2 separate regions of the Sus scrofa genome follow, and region 1 is linked to region 2. A link is a contact called in public HiChIP or PLAC-seq data. All regions are on one chromosome and are shown on one strand. The core of a region is the stretch at or near the end of the contact, and the rest is flanking DNA. Distances in the headings are between cores, read along the strand shown. Region 1 overlaps LOC102158034 (a long non-coding RNA gene). Region 2 has its middle 520 kb from the start of FAM49B.

The links. HiChIP or PLAC-seq counts read pairs in DNA pulled down with a chosen protein or histone mark.
Region 1: an H3K27ac HiChIP or PLAC-seq map of skeletal muscle shows a contact between it and region 2. The contact joins two enhancer-like sites. A contact is called at or near these places in 1 of 47 Hi-C or Micro-C datasets (skeletal muscle) and 2 of 2 datasets of contacts at active chromatin or transcription factors (alveolar macrophages and skeletal muscle).

The regions. Positions count from the first base shown.
Region 1 is chr4:11,135,371-11,140,065 of Sscrofa11.1, forward strand. The region is part of intron 2 of LOC102158034 (a long non-coding RNA gene); the gene reads left to right. Among named protein-coding and RNA genes, the nearest start is that of FAM49B, 660 kb to the left of the region's middle. Within about 2 kb of position 1,266, at least 17 of the 83 cell types and tissues checked have an H3K27ac peak or open chromatin away from gene starts, as enhancers often do. A contact at or near this core is called in skeletal muscle, where this site is marked.
Region 2 is chr4:10,989,400-10,994,671 of Sscrofa11.1, forward strand. No RefSeq gene overlaps it. Among named protein-coding and RNA genes, the nearest start is that of FAM49B, 520 kb to the left of the region's middle. Within about 2 kb of position 3,167, at least 7 of the 83 cell types and tissues checked have an H3K27ac peak or open chromatin away from gene starts, as enhancers often do. A contact at or near this core is called in skeletal muscle, where this site is marked.

The sequences.
Region 1 (4,695 bases), core at 16-2,515, 140 kb after region 2:
TTTCTCCATACATCAGAGAGTTTTTCTCTTTTTTTTTTTTAATTTAATTTTAATTTTTTTGGCTGTGCCCCGCTGTGGCAATGCTGGATCTTTTTTTTTTTGTTTTGTTTTGTTTTTTTTAGGGCAGCACCCATGGCATATGGAAGTTCCCAGGCTAGGAGTTGAATTGGAGCTGTAGCTTCAGGTCTACACCACAGCCATAGCAATGCAGGATCCAAACCATGTCTTGGACCTACACCACAGCTCACAGCAGTGCCGGATCCTTAACCCACTGAGTGAGGCCTGGGATCGAACCCAAATCCTCATGGATCCTAGTCAGGTTTGTTAACTGCTGAGCTACAAAGGGAACTCTCAATGCTGGATCTTTAATCCAGGAACTTTAATCCAGAAAACCTAACTCTGGTTTTCTCAAAGTCACATCATTAGCAAGTGTTTGGACATTATACATTAAATACTATAGTTTTAGGGTTTTCCCATTTTCTCTCTGCAACACATGGTATGGAGACTGTACCTCTTTATCATAGCAGAGTTTACTCATATTTATTACAATTAACTACCTAAATGAAAAATAACTCTAATCGAGTTGTTTCTCATAACAAGCCACAATATATCATGTTTTATTTCCTTATAGAAGGGTGACCTTCAAATGGTGCAAGTGACTAAATAGGTAAACAGATTTAAGCTATTATAAGGACAGTAAAGATAGCCGGAATGTTCCATGACACAGACCCTGTAACAACTCTCTTCATCAAGAATGTTCTGCATTCACAAGCTTATTGTCCTCTATTTCTGAGCATGAGTGTTTAAAAATAGATCCTCATTAAGTCTGTAAAGACTCGCCCTTCAAGTATTAAGGTCTCAGATGTTCTTGGCACATACTGTTCTCGTGACGTAGACAAGAGTTGGGTGTGCCAGGCAGGTCAGCCAGTGGACCGTTCTGGCAGGCTGGTTGCCCTTGTTGGGTGAAATGAGAGAAGAAGATTGGTGTCAGAAGCCTGCAGATAGGATTTATAATCTCAGGGAAATTGCTGTGCCTGCTGAAGCCCTCAGAAGAGGAGCCCGTGCTGAGAGAGGTCACTTTCACTTCTCGTGTCTCATTTGCCCTGGGTAATTTTGGAGACGCATATTGCTATCTTGATTTTAAAGACAAGGAAACCGAAAGCCAATGACGTTACAGAGCTTGGTCAATCTTGCAGAGATATCAGTGGCAGCCTTAGCTATTGAACCCAAGTCTGTCGAAAACTGCAGACGGTGTTCTGAATGGCTCCATGGCCTCCCCCACTGCCTCCTGAATGCTATGACCTCAGCAGTGTCCTGGGTCCCAACACTCTGAGCAACAACTGGATCACTATCCAGATAAGAGTACATCTTTTTTTTTTTTTTTTTTTTTTCTCCCATTTTTGGCTGCCCCACAGCATACGGAGTTCCCAGGCCAGGGACTGGATCAGAGCTGCAGTTGCAGTTGTGACCTAAAGTTGCAGCAACGCTGGAGGATCTTTTTCTTTTTCTTTCTTTCTTTCTTTCTTTCTTTCTTTTTTTTTTTTTTTTTTTAGGGCCGCACCCGTGGCATATGGAGGTTCCCAGGCTAGGGGTTGAATCGGAGCTGCAGCTGCCCGCATACACCACAGCCACAGCAATGCTGGATCCAAGCCGTGTCTGTCACCTACACCACAGCTCACAACAATGCTGGAGCCTTAACCCACTGAGCGAGGCGAGGGATCAAACTAGCATCCTGGTGCCCAATCCCATTGCAACACAGTAGAACCTCCCAGAAGCACATCATTTATCTTGCTATCTCAAGCTATCTTGTCTTCAAAGGAAATAGCCTTGAAAAAGCGGGAAACAGACAAAGTTCCGTCTCTGCCTCTAACCACATGTAGCCTTGGGAGAGAAAGTCAGTCCCTCTCTCGGAACTTTGATCCTTTCATCTTCTGACGTGGATCTGCTAGTCTTTCCCTGCTAATGTCACGAGGTTATTGTGAGGACTAAAGAGAGTCTCAGATGCGGAGGGAAGGTCAAAACAGGGGCTGTCCTTGATTCATTCAGATCCATGACTCGACACTGACTCAGACACATCTGGGGGTTGGCGGTGATGACCACTTCTCCAATCCCCGCTCGGTGCTTTGTTTCCTCCTGTGATCCCATTTCCTGCCCCGTGGCCACCACATGGCAAGTGCTTCAGCTCTACTCCCTGTTGCAGTGTGAGAGGGCAGACAGCCAACTAGCAGTGTTGGACGCTGACAGACTAATTCTAGGTCATTAACAATCGACAATCCAAACGTCACAAGTGCTTTTGCCTTGAAATTCTTCTTATAAAACGGGGGCTCGTGATCTGGAGTCCCATTCATGTATGGGCTCAGAGAGCTTGTGAAGCACCTGAAATTGCATGAAAAATTGTCTATGTCCCTATGTGACTTTTTCTGGGTAGGGGCGTGAGTTTCTGTCAGAGTCTTAAAAGATCCACTATAAACCTTTGTTCTCGGAGATGCAGTTTCACCACCATGTGACAGCCACCTAAATGGACCCTCCATCTCCTCCAGCGGTTGCTACTGTCTCCAGACCAATATCCAGCGTATCACTGAGTCCTGATGTCTGATGTCACCTAAAGCCGAATTTCCTCCAGGTCCCCTTTTGTGGTTGAGACTTTCATCATCCATTCTCAGGAGTACTGGAATCTTTGAAAGGGTCTTCCTGACTCTCCTTTGTTCCCTCTGAACCATCTTCTTCAGTTGCGTCACAGAGACCTTTCCAAAACACATGTGTAACCTGGTGCTTCCTGGATTCAATTGTCTTTCTAGTATCTCAGTGCCAAGCCTGACCTCCTTACACTTCATCATGGCCTTCAAGGCCCCCAACTTCCCGGCTTCATTCAGCTTTTTAGCCATATCTCTCCCCACCTCTCGTCTGCGGGCCGTAGGAACTCTGTGCCAGGTAATTTCATACAGTTCTATGCTGATTTTGCTGTTTCCTCTGTCTAGGATGCCCTCTACCTTATGCAGCTAACAAACTCCTTCTCAGTCTTCAGGACCCAGCATCACAATGTCGTCTCCATCATGAAGCCTTCTCTTTATCCCCACAACTTCCCTGCCCTAGAATAGTGGGTCACTCCTTCCTCCATGTCCCAAATCTCATCTCTCTCTCTTTTTTTTTTTTTTTTGGCTGCCCCACTGTATATGGAATTTCTAGGCCAGGGATCAGACCTGAACTGCGGCTGCAGTCTATGCTGCAGAGGAAGCAATGCTGAATCCTTTTATCCCACTGTGCAGAGCCAGGGATCGAACCTGTGTCCTGGGGCTACAGAGACGCCTGCAGGTCCTGTTGTGCCACAGTAGGGACTCCCCAGATCTCATCTCTTATATGAGTGTTTCTACCAGGTTGTGTTTCCTTAATTCCGTGGAAACTTCTTCTGCTGTTGTGCTCAGTCTTTCACATTGTCAGAGGTCAGGATGAGCAAGACCAGTCTTCGGCAATAAAAAACTCACAGTGCTATATAGTTTGTAAATAAACATTTGTTGAATAAAAAAAACCAATAGTTTCATAATTAGTGTTGAAATAGGCAACACTGTAGACAACAGGGAGTGGGACCTGGGGTCAGTGTGAAGATTTCACCATGCTTGACAAGTCACATCTCCCATTGGTTACTGCTTTGATCTGTAAAATGGGAGTAGAAGGTCAATAATCATGTATTGCAAATAATTGGATCATTGGATATGGGCTAGTGTATTGGAAAGAGCGTCAAGTTAGGAGTTAGGAACCCTAGGTCTTAATATCAGCCCTGCTATCGACACCTTTTGCGTTGGCCAAATTGGCTCTTGTCTACGGGTCTCCGTGTTCTTAGCAAGATAATATTGAATCAGAGTATCTTTGAGATCACTTCCAGCACTAACATTTTATGAGTCTAAGGAAACAAACTGTCACTCTACATTCTGGGCTGGTTTCCTGACCCTGCTTGTCAAAGAGAAATGGAGCTATGAAAACGACCACACCTCAATAAAAATACATATCTTTTTATTCCAGGGCCCTTAGTCAGGAGGCAGTGGGGAAATAACATTTGGTGGTATTGATTGGGGATTCTATAAGGTTTCACAATTGCGTGAAACTCTGGAATTTGTGTCTCACTTCCCAGAAGAGCTTTTATGAGACTCTCCTGAGTCAAAGATCCCCTGTATAGACCATCCAGGATTATGACTCAAGCTTGGTAAGTTAATAGGAGGGTCAAGAAGCCCAAAGGCCATGGCAGGAATCAAGATCTTTAATCTGGCTGAGGTCCTTAGAGAATATAAGCATGAATCAAGTGTCCTCTTAAAGAGGATGGGCAGAGGGTAATATTTATCTTTCATGATGATAAAGCAGCTTAGTATTCATGGTTTAGCAAGAGGATACTAGACCTGTTTCAACTACCTCTGTCAGTTCTCTTTGGGCAGTCATATGATCTCCCTGGGCCTTAGTTTCCCCATCTGCATAATGGGAACAGCCTTCCTTTAACATCTTTCTGTTGTTGATAGAAACAGATGCATCTTTGCATGTGAAGGTGCTTTGTAGATTGTGAGATGAAAGTGACTCTGGAAGGGTTGGTGATAATAGGAAAACGTAAAAGAAAATTATATCCTTAACTCTTGACTCATTATATTCCTCAATTTGATTGGCTTTTCTGCTGAAAGTGACCAATTTGGAACTTATACTCAAGTTGCTTGG
Region 2 (5,272 bases), core at 1,917-4,416:
TGTCTCTCAGCTCCAAATCCATAATTCCATCTTCTGCTCTGCGATGTTAGCATTTGACATCTGCAAATTCTTTCTCCTTTGCTGTTGGCTCCCTGTTAGTTTCTCCCCCAAGGGGCACTTGAGAGAAACCAGAAGTCAGGAGGGGAGCATGGGGACCTGCTTCTTTCTCTTTGCTGCTGTTCTTCTCTGTGCTACCCCAGCAACTGCCCTCCACCCCAGGAGTAGCAGGTAATTCCAGGGTCCAGTCTCTTTCCACACATTCGTAGTTTCACTGCACTCCTTAGGGGAAGCCTGGCAGCATTTCTTCCTTACAGGACTGAAATTTAGTTCTAGAGGACTCTTCCTCTAAGCTCCTGAAGGGAAGAAGCAGCCAGGCAGGATGCTCTCTTCAGAGGATCTGAATCCTAGCTCCTAGTGGCTGAATCCTGCAGCCACTTCTCTGAGCTGCTGGTTTCTGATAACCCCAGCGTCTTCCCATAAATCAGTCTGAATATAGCTGCTCACTGCCACATTTTCATTGTATTAACATTCTTATTTTTATTTGTCAATCCACTAATAACTTTTTTGGGGGGCCGTGTCCAAGGCATGTGGAAATTGGAAGGAAGTTTGTGGGCCAGGGATTGAACCCATGGTACAGAGGTGACGAGCCACCGCACTAACAATGCCGAATCCTTAACTGCTAGGCCACCAGGGAACTCCCTGCAATAACTTTTTAACCAACTCCCCGTATTCATTTTCTCTGTTAAAATCTGTTTTCCCAACTGGGGCCTGATACAGAGTAACAGCACACCTAGAAAGAACTTTTGACTTTCCCCATGAAACGGGCCATGCTATCTCACTGCTTTCTGGCCCGGGTCTAATGAGCTCAATCTCTGCCACTGTCCCTTCCTTTCTTCCCATAACAAGGTCTCTGCCATTTTTTTTCTGTTGGAGTTTTTTCAAAGTTGATGAGTTAAGAGTCTTTTACCATTTCAGGCGATTATGAAGCATATTTCTTGTCCTGGATCAGCCTGATAGATTAGCCAGAGAAAGACAAAAATAAAGCCACTATCCTTTGGAGGTCTCATGAGTGGTGTTTCTCAACAAGTTGTTTTAAGCTTGGCTCCAGATCTCAGCAAACTGATCTTGGCTGTTCTTAATTTTTCCCTCTGTGAATTATAGAGGAATATAACAACACAGGACTCTTTCTGTTTTAAGGGACAAAAGTCTAGTTTGGTCTCTCTGAATGAAAAGAGAGACTTTGTGCCTAAAAAGTTTAGGCCCTCTGGTCCAGGCATAGCTGGACCTTATCATCAGGAATTTGCGTCTCATAGACACACAGTAAACTGAGCAGGGAGAAGAATCTCTGATTGGCGCAACCTCAGGCACATTAGTGAGGCTACGGGAGGATTGGCACATCACATGGAAATCAAGGTGTTGTGTCTAGAATAAAAGGAATAGATTCTGAGCAGGCAAATACAGCAAATGTCACCTACCACAGTATTGGTACAACTGGGTGTCAACACTGAGGCTTGGGAGATTTTTTTCTGGAAGATGCAATGCTTCACTTTCCCAGTAATGGCCACCTCTCTACACACATCCTTGTGTCCAGGGCAAGCCGCCTTGATGCTGGACACAGGAGTAAGTCCCTGAGATGACCCACCTGCCTGTTCTCTCACTCTCTGAGGGACTTTCTTTCCTTTTTTATTTCTCCTTCTGGAAAAACAATATGGTGAACGGGCTGATGGCCTGGGCTCTGACGCTAAATAGCCTATGTTTGAATCATGGCACCATTCTTAAAAAAAAAAACAAAAAAAACAAAAAAAAACAACTCTTTTGGCTACACCCATGAGATATGGAAGTTCCTGGACCAGGGATGGAACCCGCACCACAGCAGCAACCCAAGCTGGAGGACACCAGATTCTTAACCTGCTGCACCACAAGGGAACTCCATGGCACCGTTCTTATTAGTACCGAGACTTTGAGCAGGTTGCTCAGCCTTTTACATATCTGGATAATGGTACTTTTCTTTATCTTATCTACTTTTCTTTATCAAATACTACACTAATATCTTTACCATGAAGATGAAATAATTGTAAGTGCTCCAGCAGTGCCAGATATATGGTAAGTGATCAGTAGGTATTATTATGATTCTTATCCTCCTGCTGAAGCCCCTTCTAGAAAGCTAAACCACTGGTGGGCCGGACTGATCTTGTGGATGCTTTACTGGAACCATCCTCCTGTCTTCCTTAACATCCCCCAGACTTGGTCCCATCGGTCCTCTTTCCTCTTGGGAATACAGGCATTCTAATGAAGCATGTGAGTTTGGAAGGCAGGCCTCCCTGGGAATAAGTCCTGGAATTACCGGAAGGAATCAAAATACCAACCACGGTCATGGATGTCAGCCCTCACACGGAGGGCAGCATCTTGGAGACCCTCTGATGCACCGTGTGTTAATCACTGAATTACTGTGTCATGGGTGGGCCAGGTGTCCTGGTTTAGGGAACTAGGTGTGTGTGTGTATGCTGGGTTTAAATGCAGGAAGCACTTAAGGGCACTGCTACTTACCAGCCAGAATGGAAATACCCCAATATTCTAACAATTGGTAGGGCTCTCTCCGTGCATGCCTCCTGGTAAGAAATCCTGACTCCGTCACCTACTCATTCTGTGATCTTGGAGGTCCCTTACCTACCAAAGCCTCAGTCTGCACAGCATTTAGCATCACATGGGTTAGCATACAGGAGGTGCCCAATAATATGAGTGCCCAACAATACCTACTCTCGTTACTGTAGATTCCTCCATTCTCTGCCTCCATGTTTGTTCCAGCTTGGATTTTGAAAAATTTATTTGTTTTTTAATTTAACTATAGTTGACTGACAATTTTTGTGCCAATTTTGGCTGTGGGTTCCAGCTTGGATTTAAATCCTGTGTGTCCATTGACATTTTGGTACCAGGTATCCTGATTTCTGCCTTCAGCTGAGGAGATATTCTTCAGTAAGGATGGCCATCGAGGCTTCAGAAATAGAAGCTTACACTTAGCTTCTCAAATGTGGGTTTCATTCCTCCTCTCAGATTATTAACGTGCTCTGGCATTCAGATCCTCCTTCCCCTCCACGGTGCCCTGGCACAGACTTCGCAAGGTTCAAGCCAGGTCTGCATCACACTCTCAGATAAATCTCTGGCTTTGTCACACTGTCGAGCTGCTAATAAAGAGAGCGGGCGAGCATTGTAGCAGGGCTTTCTTTGGTCAGAGAGCCCTAATGGTGTGTCAGGATTATATAATTCACCCTCCTAGGGAATCCAAAAGAAAGATAAATTGTTTGGTTGGGAGAAATTAACCGTGGATTGATCCTATCTGTTTTAATTTAGCAGAGGATGGCTTAGACCCCTCCGAGGAGCAGATGGGCTATTGATCTAACAATAGGATAATCAGAGCGTCAAAGCTGGGTGAGGGTGAGGGTGGGGGTGGGGAGACTCTGGAGCACTTGGGGCTTTGCCAGGGTGGCCTTCTTGGAAGGAAAGTTATCCCTTAATTGAGCAAATGCCCATGCTTGCTAACGCCTCTTACTAGGGCAAGTGCCCCCGAGGTCCGGACCTGGCATGGGCTCAGAGGTCTCGCGCAAAGAGGCCACCTCTTAGGCTGGGTTTGCTGGCAGAGAGATGCAACTTGGCAGTGGAAGAAGGATAAACTGTGGGGGAGGGGATGTGGGGGGCTACCCCTGGGAAGACACTGTAGAAAGATGGAGACAGACAGAGGAGAGCTGGAAATTAGAGTCGGCTGGTAGAACTCAGGGACTGCAGGGTCTCTCTTTTCTGCCCGCCTTTTCTTTAAAGATGTGTCTGGGCCCCTCCCCCTGTCTCTTTATTTCTGCCTCATCTCTGGGATTACACCCCCAGGCCCCTGCAGCTGCACTGATGCTGTGGTCGGCCTGGAGGGGCTGTGATTACCCCGAGGAGCCAGGCTGAAGCTATGTCTCCAGCTGGGTCCGGGGCCCAGGCTGAGCAGGGTCACGCTGTCCCATGATCCTTGGTTTGTGACTAAGATTTCTCCTGCTGCTTCGGGAAGCTCCCAGATGGGTCAGGCAAGGTTCTTGGGCTGCCGCAGGGACTGCAGTGTCAGGACACCCTGACTCGTGAGCCCGCTGAAAACCCAGCCAAGGCCTGAGCATCAGAGGGCAAAGAGAGACATGTGGCCCCAGAGAAAGGGCAGATGATTCAGAAAGCGACACTTGGGGAGTGGAGTTTTACAAGCTTCCTGTGCCGAACTGGCCAGACCCTGGGTTTCCTTATTCTAATGACCCCTTTTTGGAGGATGGGAAGGATGGTGATAGGGGTGGAGTAGGCATAGGTGGTTGTAGAAGTCCCAGTAAGGGGCCATAGATAGAGAGGGAAACTTAGGGGACTTTGGGAGATCACTGTGAGTTAATAACTGCTCAAGGAGATCCCGTCGTGGCGCAGCAGAAACGAATCCGACTAGGAACCATGAGATTGAAGGTTTGACCCCTGGCCTCGCTCAGTGGGTTAAGGATCTGGCATTGCCGTGGGCTGTGGTGTAGGTCACAGATGCGGCCCGGATCCCGAGTTCCTGTGGCTCTGGTGTAGGCTGGCAGCTGTAGCTCCGATTGGACCCCTAGCCTGGGAACCTCCATATGCCGTGGGAGCAGCCTGAAAAAAGACAAAAAAACCCCCCCAAAACCCCATCCTGCTCAAGAGGGCCATCAGAAGGCAGGCTTGCCTGACTAATGGAGGCCCGAGTTATGCCTCAGGTTGTTGGGTGGGGGATGCGGTGAGGTCTGCATTGGGGTTCAGACCAAGGGCAGGAGTTGAAGCACCACCCTCTGCTGATTTGAATAAGCACCTGACCGTCCTAGTCTGACCCTATAGGGTCAAATACTCTCTTAGCGGTACCCCTGGGTTTCCTTACTCCAAAGACCCCTTTTTGGGGGATGGGAAGGATAGCAGGTCCAAAGAGCTGTGATCAGCTCTGGGTGATCGTTGATCAGACATCTGGATTCTGGGGAAAATGCAGGAACCTCACTGGGCTCATGAAACTTGCATCCTAGTGCGGAGAGAATGGCGAAAGAAAAACATATCTGACGTGTTGAGTGCTGGGAAGATTCTTTTTTTTTTTTTTTGAGATCCTAATATATAAGATTTTTGATCTTCATCTGAATATCAAAACGAAACTTTAAAATTAAGCATAGATGCTTTATATCATTAAGCTCTAAGTACTATATATCATTCTAGCTCAGGTCAGTTGAAGGGGCAGTTTTATAAATTTGTCTTTTCTGTT